2 separate regions of the Mus musculus genome follow, and region 2 is linked to region 1. A link is a contact called in public promoter capture Hi-C data. All regions are on one chromosome and are shown on one strand. Each heading gives the region's core, a stretch centred on a gene start, on an enhancer-like site or on the middle of the called end of the contact. The rest is flanking DNA. Distances are from core to core; before and after follow the strand shown.

What was found. Promoter capture Hi-C pulls out the DNA fragments that hold promoters and counts their contacts.
Region 2: a contact with region 1 is called in a promoter capture Hi-C map of stem cell-derived epiblast-like cells, with 3 times the contacts expected there. The contact joins the enhancer-like site here to the promoter of Llph in region 1. A contact is called at or near these places in 14 of 39 promoter capture datasets (the 3T3-L1 cell line, 3T3-L1-derived adipocytes, cranial neural crest and 9 more), 5 of 15 datasets of contacts at CTCF or cohesin (the NIH/3T3 cell line, embryonic stem cells, hippocampal excitatory neurons and 1 more), 8 of 484 Hi-C or Micro-C datasets (embryonic fibroblasts, embryonic limb bud, embryonic stem cells and 3 more), 23 of 115 datasets of contacts at active chromatin or transcription factors (acute myeloid leukemia, astrocytes, bone marrow-derived dendritic cells and 14 more) and 3 of 9 other capture datasets (adipose tissue, embryonic stem cells and liver).

Annotation. Positions count from the first base shown.
Region 1 is chr10:120,224,894-120,229,788 of GRCm38.p6, reverse strand. Llph (LLP homolog, long-term synaptic facilitation (Aplysia)) reads right to left here and starts at 2,729. Exons shown (of 3, transcript NM_025431.2): 1 at 2,666-2,729; 2 at 1,586-1,815. The coding sequence starts at 1,808. It overlaps Tmbim4 (transmembrane BAX inhibitor motif containing 4), which reads right to left. Exons shown (of 7, transcript NM_026617.3): 7 at 4,892-4,895.
Region 2 is chr10:120,705,503-120,710,397 of GRCm38.p6, reverse strand. No RefSeq gene overlaps it. Among named protein-coding and RNA genes, the nearest start is that of Gm35130, 11 kb to the left of the region's middle. Within about 2 kb of position 2,332, at least 70 of the 459 cell types and tissues checked have an H3K27ac peak or open chromatin away from gene starts, as enhancers often do. A contact at or near this core is called in craniofacial prominence, differentiating embryonic stem cells, neural stem cells and 3 more, where this site is marked.

The sequences.
Region 1 (4,895 bases), core at 1,480-3,979:
TATGAGCCACGTTCCATCTCTAAGCCCATACTCCAAAGCACTGAAATTGGGTATTAAAAACAAGCACACAAGCAAGCACGCAAACGTGGACACTAAGGTTTATCAGACCACAGAAGCACGGAAATGCCCCAGATGCCAACTACAAACAAATAAAACGTGGCACATACGACAAACCAGTATTGCCTTTAAAGGGAAAAATTGATATCTGCTAAAACATGAAGTTTAGAGTGAGACAGTAAGCTACAAAGCAAGCCATAGAAGACCAACGGCATCAGCAGCTGTCCGTCTCGGGGTTGGAAGGACAGGGAGAGAAACTCCTAGGGGGGCGCAGCCAAGAAAAGAGTTGCAGAGGTGCTGTGTGTGCTGAAAGGGACACAGCCAGTTCAAGTCTCAAACCTCTCAGGGGCAGCGGAAGCAGAGCAGACCAACAGAAACCAGACAGGAGGGTTTCTCTTTGGAAGAATGGGACGCTAACACTTCGGATTAAGCACTAAGAACTTTGGGGTCCTTGGCCTTCAAGACATGAACACACTTCTACCTTAAGAGTGCCTTTTAAAAAAAGACCTACACTGAAGCTTTGCCTGCATGTCTGTCTGTGTGGATGTCAGATCCTGGAGCTACTGACAGTTGTGAGCTGCCGTGTGGGTGCTGGGAACTGAACCTGGGTCCTCTGGAAGTGTAGTCAATGCCCCTCATATGAGTGCTTCCTTTAGCTGCCAAGCAGGGGCATTAAAAACAAACACCCCTTTCTTTGCTGAATCCAGCATTATACAGAGCCTCCAATGAGTAACAATACACAGGGGTCTCTAAAAAGATGCAAACAAAAGTGAGATTCTGTGACTTTCCAGGGTAATTAAACATCTGCCTAGATGCTAAGCTCCATCCCGCAGTACCATCAGTGCCTGGGGCATTCAAGCTGCTGTGTAATTGCTGAAGATCCATTCTAAACAGCTCAGCGATGCTATTCACAAACACTGACTGTGAAACAGCTTAGCACAGTCTCTAAAAGAAACGTAAGCTTCCAAAGGATAAAGACGTGAACACACCAGGTATGTGAGGTGCATACAGTGAGCACAGGACAGCTCCAAGTGTGATTGAAGAGGAAGTGTTTACTGTCGAAATGAGGGAAGGTACAGTCAGAAGAGTCCAGAGCAGGAGAGAAAGAAGACAAAACATCGCCAGTGGACTGAACCAGGCCATGAGAGGAGAGAAAGTGGGGTGGGGGTTGGGGAGGCAAGAGAGGAAGAGAAGTGGGGTAAAGGCGACTGAGAGGAACGAGAGGATCCAGGAGCCGAGAGAAGCACGGCCGAGACGGCAGTGTTATATGGGAGTGAGAGGGAGGCTTGTGAAGTGGAGACACTTGGGGGTTGGGGGGAGGAGCTGAGAGGAACCAGGGTGCCAGCATGTACTTTATTATCTAATAAGCTCCACAGCTAGCCATTTGTCCCCAGTTTCTTTTGGACTTGACACTAGGGACAAGTAGAATGGGTAGAAGACGGCTTTAAAAAGACAGAGAGAGACCGACCCCTAAGAGAAAAGTGGATCATTTTTTAGAAAAACCATGTAAATGAAGACCGAGGCTCACCCTTTTCCTCATCTGCGCCGTCACACCGCCCTTCCTCACACTGCATTTTCTCCTGGCGAGGTTTGGCTACCACCACGGTTGCTATCTCCTCAACGTCTTTCATTAGAGCATCCCCGTCCACTCTGAGGATACTCTTCAGTCTGTTGAGCTCCCTTGGCGCATTCTTCTTTCTCTTCTCGGCCCGCATCTTCCTCTTCCACTTACTCCGCAGGCTTTTAGCCATGCTTCACCTGGCGGTGAACAGAAACACAAACAAAAGGTTTACTGCTCACACCCTTGACTGGCAAGGACGTGGCCAAGCAGCCTTCTCTTCAGAACTGGGACAGATGGAAGAGAAGTTGTGCTGTGCCCTCATGCTTAGCTTATGTAATAATCAGCGCAGAGCATGAAAGGACTAAGTCCGGACACGTCAGGCCCCTTTAAGTAGGAACAAGTCGTTAATTCAAGCCGTTCTCAAAGAGCAGCTATGCATAGTAGACACAGAAAGCGAACAGCTCCGCCTTAAAATCACCTATTGCGCTGTTCTTATCCAATATCCGTCACCACATCTTTAGTGTGAACTTTTAACAGCTTAAACCATAGCTCCCTGCCTTTTAAAGACTCCTCCCCTCGTGTATCAAAGCTCATCCCGCTCCTCTCGGGCCTCCGACTTACTCTCTAGCCCCACACGCACGCAAGCTCCAGTCCGCACAACGCCCACTTCAGGACCGTCACATCTCCGATCTAGGTCTGGAAATGGCTCTCCCTAAGGCTCGCTCTGATCCTCCGACTCCTGTCAGCTCCTTTCTACCAAGTTCGGCTTCAACCCGGAGCTACCGTCCCCGTCTGCGGACTGCGGGGCTGAGCCGGATCCCCCGGGGCCACCGCTCTGCTGCACACCGTACAGGTCACGAGAACCGTGGGGTGGCTGGGTGAGGTCCCCTGAGCGTCAGCAATCACCAGTGGTCCGTGTGCGGGACCCCGAGCCTCGCCCTCCCGAGCCCCGCACCGAGCGAGGATGCGGTCAGGTCTCGCCGCGGAGGCAGGGTCCGAGCCAGTCCTTCACGCCGCGGAGTTGAGTCCAAAGCCCACGCAACTCACCTGAGAGACAACACCGCGCACCACGCGTGGGACGCCAACCGGAAGTACAGGCGCTTCCGGCTTCCGTTCAGGGGCCAGCGCACAGCATGCCGGGATCCTTGAGAGGCGTGGTCTTTGGGGAGGCGTGGTCAACCAGCTGTCTCTGTCATCCCGAGGCTTTGGCTGACCCCTACACCTACAGGAGAAAGTTTAAGGAATTTCCTGTCGGGAGTGGCAAATTATAAATCAAAGCATCTCAAAGCCTTGGATGGGCCAAGCCTGGCCGGGGGCCCTGTCTGTGACAGCCTCACGAGAAAGGATACCAAAGGGATTGCTCAGCTCTGATCATCCTGGAGCCCTTTCTGAGTTTTGTTTTTGTTTAATTGCAGTCTAGAAATTTTCTCATTTCGGCTGAGGATCCTAGGAGGTACGCGGCTGTGAGGATGTATCAAATTGTACAACTTAAATACGTCACGTCGACTGCATGCCAGTTATATTTCAAAGTGTCACCCAACAGAATAATCTTTCCTTATCCCCACGAATTTAAAGGGTAAAACAAGCTATTTCAACCAATGTTGATCTGTCCAAACTATTACATACCTGAGACAAAGCTAACCTAGGGTGAATGAGTTTACAAAAAAAGGTGTGGTTTTTGCATGTGCTTCTAATATTGCACAAGCTATGGGCGATACGCAAGTCTCTTTAACACTTGTGAAAGATAAGAAGAGTGTCTTAGGGCCTAGATAGTACCTCATTCATTGATCTTCAGTGGGTGATTAGGCAACAAACGTTAACTACCCAGACTTACCTGGAAACAGTGTTTTCAACAGATCACCACATTCAAGCATGTATGTGTACCACATGTGTGCCTGGTACCAGAAGAGGCCAGAAGAGGCCATCTCATCCCTTGAACTGGATTTACAGTTGGTTGTGAGTCACCACAGGGGTGCTGGGAACCAGTTTTACTTAGTTTTACTTCCATTACTGTGAAGACACCATAACCAAAGCAACTCTTAAAAAGTAAAACATTTATTTGGGACTGGCTCACAGTTTCAGAGGTTCAGTCCATTGTCGTCATAGCAGGAAGCATGACAGCATGCAGGCAGACATGGCGCTGGAGAAGCCCAGATCTGAAGGCAGCCAGAGGTTCTCTTCTGAACTGGCTGGAGCTTGAGCACTAGGGACCTTAAAGCCCACCTACACAGTGACACACTTCATCCAATAAAGTCACACCTATTCCAATGAGGCCTCACCTCCCAATATTGCCACTTCCCATGAGCCAAGCATATCCAAATCACCACAGAACTGAACCCAGGTCTTCTGCAAGAGCAAGAGGTGCTCTTAACCACTGAACCAGGTCTCCAGCCCCCTTTATAAGTGATGACTTATAAAATCCCTGTTTAATTGCTAGAAGAGCTGTGTCTTTTTGAAGAAACCATGCATATAGTGGAGCAAGCACTGAGATTTTTAACCCAGGAAAAATACAGTTGGCATTATAACAAGAGGAAGCGTGCATGCCCTGGGTTTGAAAAATCAACCTTACAGATGCTCTAAATTGGCAGCTTCATGTACCAAAAGGCTGTGGCTTTTGAACAGAAATTTGGAAAATAAAATCAACCTATTATGTATTAAGACACATTCCACAATTTGGCATGAAAAAGCTCTTATAAAAACTAACCATATGAAATTTGTTGCCATTAAATATAAACACCGTTCATTTTTATCAAATCTATTTTACACCAGTGATTTTCCACTTATAAACTAGACATTTTTAGAGGTGAAGAATGAGCTGACAAATGGCTCAGTGATTTTGAAGGGTGCTTGCTACTCTTTTAGAGAACTCCAGTGCAGTTTCCATGTTACAACCATCTGTAACGCCAGTTCCAGGGGATACAACACCCGCTTTTGGCCTCTGCAGACCCCAGATATACACATGCTACACACAAACATATATATATATATATATATATATATATATATATATATATATATATATATATATATATATGCCAGGCAGGTGGCACCATGCGTGTATTCCCAGGACATCGGAAGCTGACACAGTAAGGCCCTGAGTTAGAGGCCATACTGAACTACATAGAGACCCTGCCTCAGTTTATGAAAAAGGGAAAGACATTTTAATAGCTCTTGCCTGAGACTTAAAGTCAAGGATTTGGAAATGAGAAGAAAACCAAAATAGTAAGATTCTAAATTATAGAAGAACACAGAATGCCATTAAAGATCACATATGCTT
Region 2 (4,895 bases), core at 1,083-3,582, 480 kb before region 1:
CATTTTAACCCCAGCTCTTCATTATACATAGTATTAATCCACTCCACCAAATATCCATCAATTACCTACTATGTGTCAGGCACTGTGGTAGGCTCCAGAGAACAATGAAGACCAATCTAGACTTCATAAATTGTGTGCCTACAACCAAATAACCTCGTCACTCTGTGATTCATTTTTCCCCCCACTTAATAAAATGGAAAAGTTATATTGAACTAAATGAGAAAGTATGTGGCGAAGTGCTTTGGGTGTGTTGGAGATCACACACTTGCACACGTGTGCGTGCTCATACACAGGTACAATTATCTTCTAGTCTTTTCAAAGCACAGTGGAGGTCACTGAAATTTAATAAAAGAGTAGGTCATAAATTTTCATTTATGACTCAAGAGGAGAGGCAGAGTGGAGACTTTCCCAGGATACACTGGGACCCTGGAAATAACTGAGGCTTTGCTCTGGCTTTCTGGAGGGGAGGCAGATTATCAATGAAAAGCTGATGTGAACTTTGTAGCGCCCACCCTTGCTCCCAGTGTGAATGTTCTGGGAAAGCACATCAAGGGTGACCTGTGGGACTTGAAGGTAGAGGGGATGATGGGAAGGACCCAGCTGCTGTCACACCCAGAGCAGGCTGGTCCCACCGGCATCCTCTGCAGAAACAAGAACTTGCTCTCAGAAGCAAGCAGAAGGAGGTCTGCCCCAGGGCCAGGTTTCTAGAATCATTCTCAAATGGACACTGTAGACAGGGCAAACAGAGTGGGGCAGATAAAGAAGAGCAGAAAGATCTTCAGGAGTCTCTCGCCAGGAGAGACCATTGAGACAATGTCTCCCATCGGTTGTCAGTGGTTCCTGCTTTTCCGAACCAAGGGGGTGCATGGAGAGCTTGCTACAGTGGACACAGATACCCACAGATACACAGACACACAGACACACAAGAGAGATGCAGAGAGACAGAGATACAGAGAGAGGCACACAGAGACAGACAGGCACACATACACTGAGAGATACATACAGAGACAAAGAGACACACAGAAACAAGAAGATACACAGCAACAGAGACAGAGACAGACACAAAGAGACAGAGAGACACACAGAGACAAAAAGACACACACTGCAACAGAGACACACAGGGAGACAGAGAGACATGGAGACAGAGACACACACAGAGACAGAGACAGACAGATACAGCAACAGAGAGACAAAGAGAAAGACAGAGTTAGAGACAGAGACAAAGACATACAGAGACAGAGAGACAAAGAGAGGGAAAGAGAGAGTCTAGTATGGTCCATTTATTTCCATATCCTGTAGGCTGCCAGGACAGGGCTGTCACCAGCTCTTTCTTACTCTTTCTGACTGTGGGTTCTGCAAAGCCCCCTTGCTGAGTGTTTACCATCAACTTTCCTTAATGCATCCTTCATACAAACTCGCTTGGCTTTTCTGTTTTTGCTTTTGCTCATCCTAAAGCCACGGAGTGTGGTCAAACTGTAATCTGACCCTTAGGGCCTGGTCAAAGGTCCTCCTCCTCCACAGGGCTTTTGTTTTTTACCTTGTTTGTGTTGGGTTTGCTTGTAAACTTCCCAAGCTGCTTTCTGCCCGGCTAATCCTCCTCTCGGCTCCAAGAGGCCTCTGCTACACCCTGACTTAAGGCACAGCCTTCTCTCCTTTCTCTTCCTCAACACAAAAACCTCCTTACCTCTCTCAGAGGACCTTCTCTGGCTTGTCATTTCTGCAGGGACTTGCCCTCTGCCTCCTTGGCTAAACTCAAAGTTCTAGGGAGGTCAGATTCCTTTAGGTTTACTCCCTAAGCGTATACTCAAGATGGTATCCAGTAAGTATTTATCCAAGGAGCACATATGACCTAGCATCTCCTCCTTAATCATTCTTACAGAAACAGAAGCGGTTGTTCAGGGGTCACTAGGCCTCTCTGCCTCTCGGTATGCCATTGCTTGCCTGGGCTGCTTGTCTCACTAGTTGTACTTAAAAAATCACGCTGCCCTTCCCAGAGTTGTCTCTTGCAGTCTTCTGTCTTCCTGGTGTCTCCGCACTGTCTCATAGACCTCTGTTAACATGATACCGTACTCTAACGACATGTTTCTACTTCTGGCCCCTCCCCTTTCTGTTTATACGCTCTCTAGGAACAGGAAGCACGATGCGGAAGCATCAGAATCCTGTCTGCATTACATCTGCCTAACCCCTAGGAATTGGTATGCAGGCTACAAAAAGAGACAGGCCCCAGGGAGAGCTGGCACTCCCTAAGATTCTGCCCAGAGACAGGGTGGCGGTGGTGATCGGGAGGGATGTCTGTCCTGGGTGCTTCCTGCTGTCTATGAATGAGGAGAGCGGATGCTCTCAACCCCCTCTCCCCTCCTCCCACCCACTCAGACGGTGTCCTTGCGGAGATAGGCCTTTCCCCTTCCTTTGAGGAGACATTCTTCAGGCTGATATTCAAGTTGAATTCATCCAGAGCAGAAAGCTGCTTGCCAGCTGTGGCCGAGCAGCCCCGTGCCCCTCCCCCACAGGCCTGGTCCTGTGGCTGCCCAATGGGAGAGGGGTGTGAAACATCTGGTCAGGGCCACTGTCATCTGGGGAGAGGGAGAGCGAGCGGTCCCCCGTCTGATTGTATGGGACCTCTGAGCTGCCCACGCAGAAGAGAAAGTGTGACAGGAGAAGCAAGCAGGCCTCCAGGGTAGACCTTAAGGCCTACTTTCTCCAGGGCTCTGGGTTGGCCAGGCCGGTGCCTGGGAATTCCAGTCCTTAGCAACAAAGTTGCTGCTGGTACCCAAGGGGCAAAGCAGGAGGCTCGAGATGGCACAAAGGCAAAACCAAACCGTGTTCGCTCGCTCACCTGGGTCCACGCTTCTGCCACATCTCCTGACTTCTTTTAACACTCTGCCCTGATCTCTTTAGCAATGGCCTCCATGTTCTCCCAACTGCTTCACCCCTCCCCTCCTCAAACAGGGCTGCAGACTGGTGACATTTCAGGTCATCCCTAACAAAAGATTTCTGAGCTATTATGGAAATTGTTTTTAATACCTATCTGACTGCAGGGCTGAGATGGTGGGCTTTGGTAGTTTGTTTTTATTAGTGTTGTTTTGGTTTTGTTTCATTTTCCCCTCAACTTCTTTAGAAGACAAAATGAAAATTTAGAAGATCCAATGAATGGTAATTTCAAATCCCCCCCCCCCGGGAGGGGGGGGGGGAAGCATCAGGGGCAGCCATGCATGTCAGCTGCCTAAGCCACTGCCACCCAGCCACCAGCTGAGTTCTTTCCCATGTGCTCCCAGATCCTGGGGCTTGCTTGCACTCAGATGAGTGGATCTGGGTTCTTTGAGGGGCCAGGCTGGCTAGTGGCTTATCCATAAACGTAGCAGCCTCCAAACAGAGTGGACATTATCTTAATGGTACTGATAGATCAGGCATGTCACACGTCATTAAAATAGCTGATTGATTAGGAAAAAAAAATAATTAGCTTGTCCTGCCTTGCCGAGCAACCTTTTGACAGACGGAGAATGAGATAGGGAAGGGTCAGAGGTCATTCATCTTTTGATCATTTGTTTTCCTGTCAATGTGAGGAAAAAGGCCGTGATAACCCTTGGAGAGGGGGAGGGGTATAAACGAAGTCTTAACTGTTTGCCATTTACTGGGGGGTAGGGGTGGGGGAAGCTATCTTCAGACTTTCTGGAGTGTGGTATGTTTATTCCAACTACATAGATACACTCTTAAATCAAACACCCTGTTAGTGCCTTGGAGTTGTAAATCAGTGGTTCTTTTCAAGTGACTTGATAGAATGTGATAGTCTGCTCTCCCCTGACAGGATATAAACAGGGAAACCTAAATATTATAGTGCAGGCCGCCCTTGGCTGACTGTGAAGCAAGTAGGTTCCGGTTGCTCTTCAGTGCCTTTCCTGTCTCCCAGGCAAGGGCAAGCATCTTACTGCTCTGGCCAGTACTGGTTCTCTTTGTCTACTTGGAAGAGAAATTGAAACCTTTTTGTATGGCTTGGAACAATGTGAAACATTTATGCTCAGAAAGAGTCACAGCTGAGACGCTTTGAGAACTTTGTGTGGAAGAATGTCTGTGCAGGGGTGCTGAGATGTCAGGATGCTGCCATTGGTCATTCTGCCCCTCATCGGAGCGACTGTAGGCACAGTGCTTAACAATCAAACACAATTGTCGTGAAATACATGTAAGGCAATTAGTACAAAAAAAAAGGCTTAGACACTGGATAACAGGTTTCCTACCTTTAAATATATATTTCTGATATATATTTATATATTTAATATTTATATTTTATATATTTATATATTTAACATGTGTATATATATATATATATATATATATATATATATATATATCAGAATTTCATCTGGTTAACGTTTACCCATGGTGGGCTTGTCTACTAGAGCGAATCTTTTAAAGATGACTGAGTTCGTTGTCTTGCATGTTGCTGAGACGAAAGTACCCAGACAGTACCTTAGAGAGAAGGATTTAAGCTGGCTCAAGGCATGGGCTGAATACTAAGCTATACTCCCCAAAGACCCTCAGCCAGCCCACCTCTGCTAGCTCTGCCACCTGCTCCGAAGATCCACGAGCTCCCCAAACAGCAGCCCACTTGGGGACCAAGTGTGCCAACTCATGAGCCTATGGTGGGACGTTTTATACCCAAGCCATGGCATTGAGATTTACTGGTTTGTAGCTGAGTAAACACATATTACATATTCATGGTGGAAAGTGGAGGAATGAAAACAACAGGGAAAACTATCCGTAAGTTTTGTTTAGGACAAGTAATTTACTCAAACACAACATTTTTGCTCATCTGATGTTGGCCTGGGAGCTATACATTTTACTTTGTGGTTTTCTTCTCTCTCTCTCTTTAAAAAATACATCTTTATTTTATGTGTGTG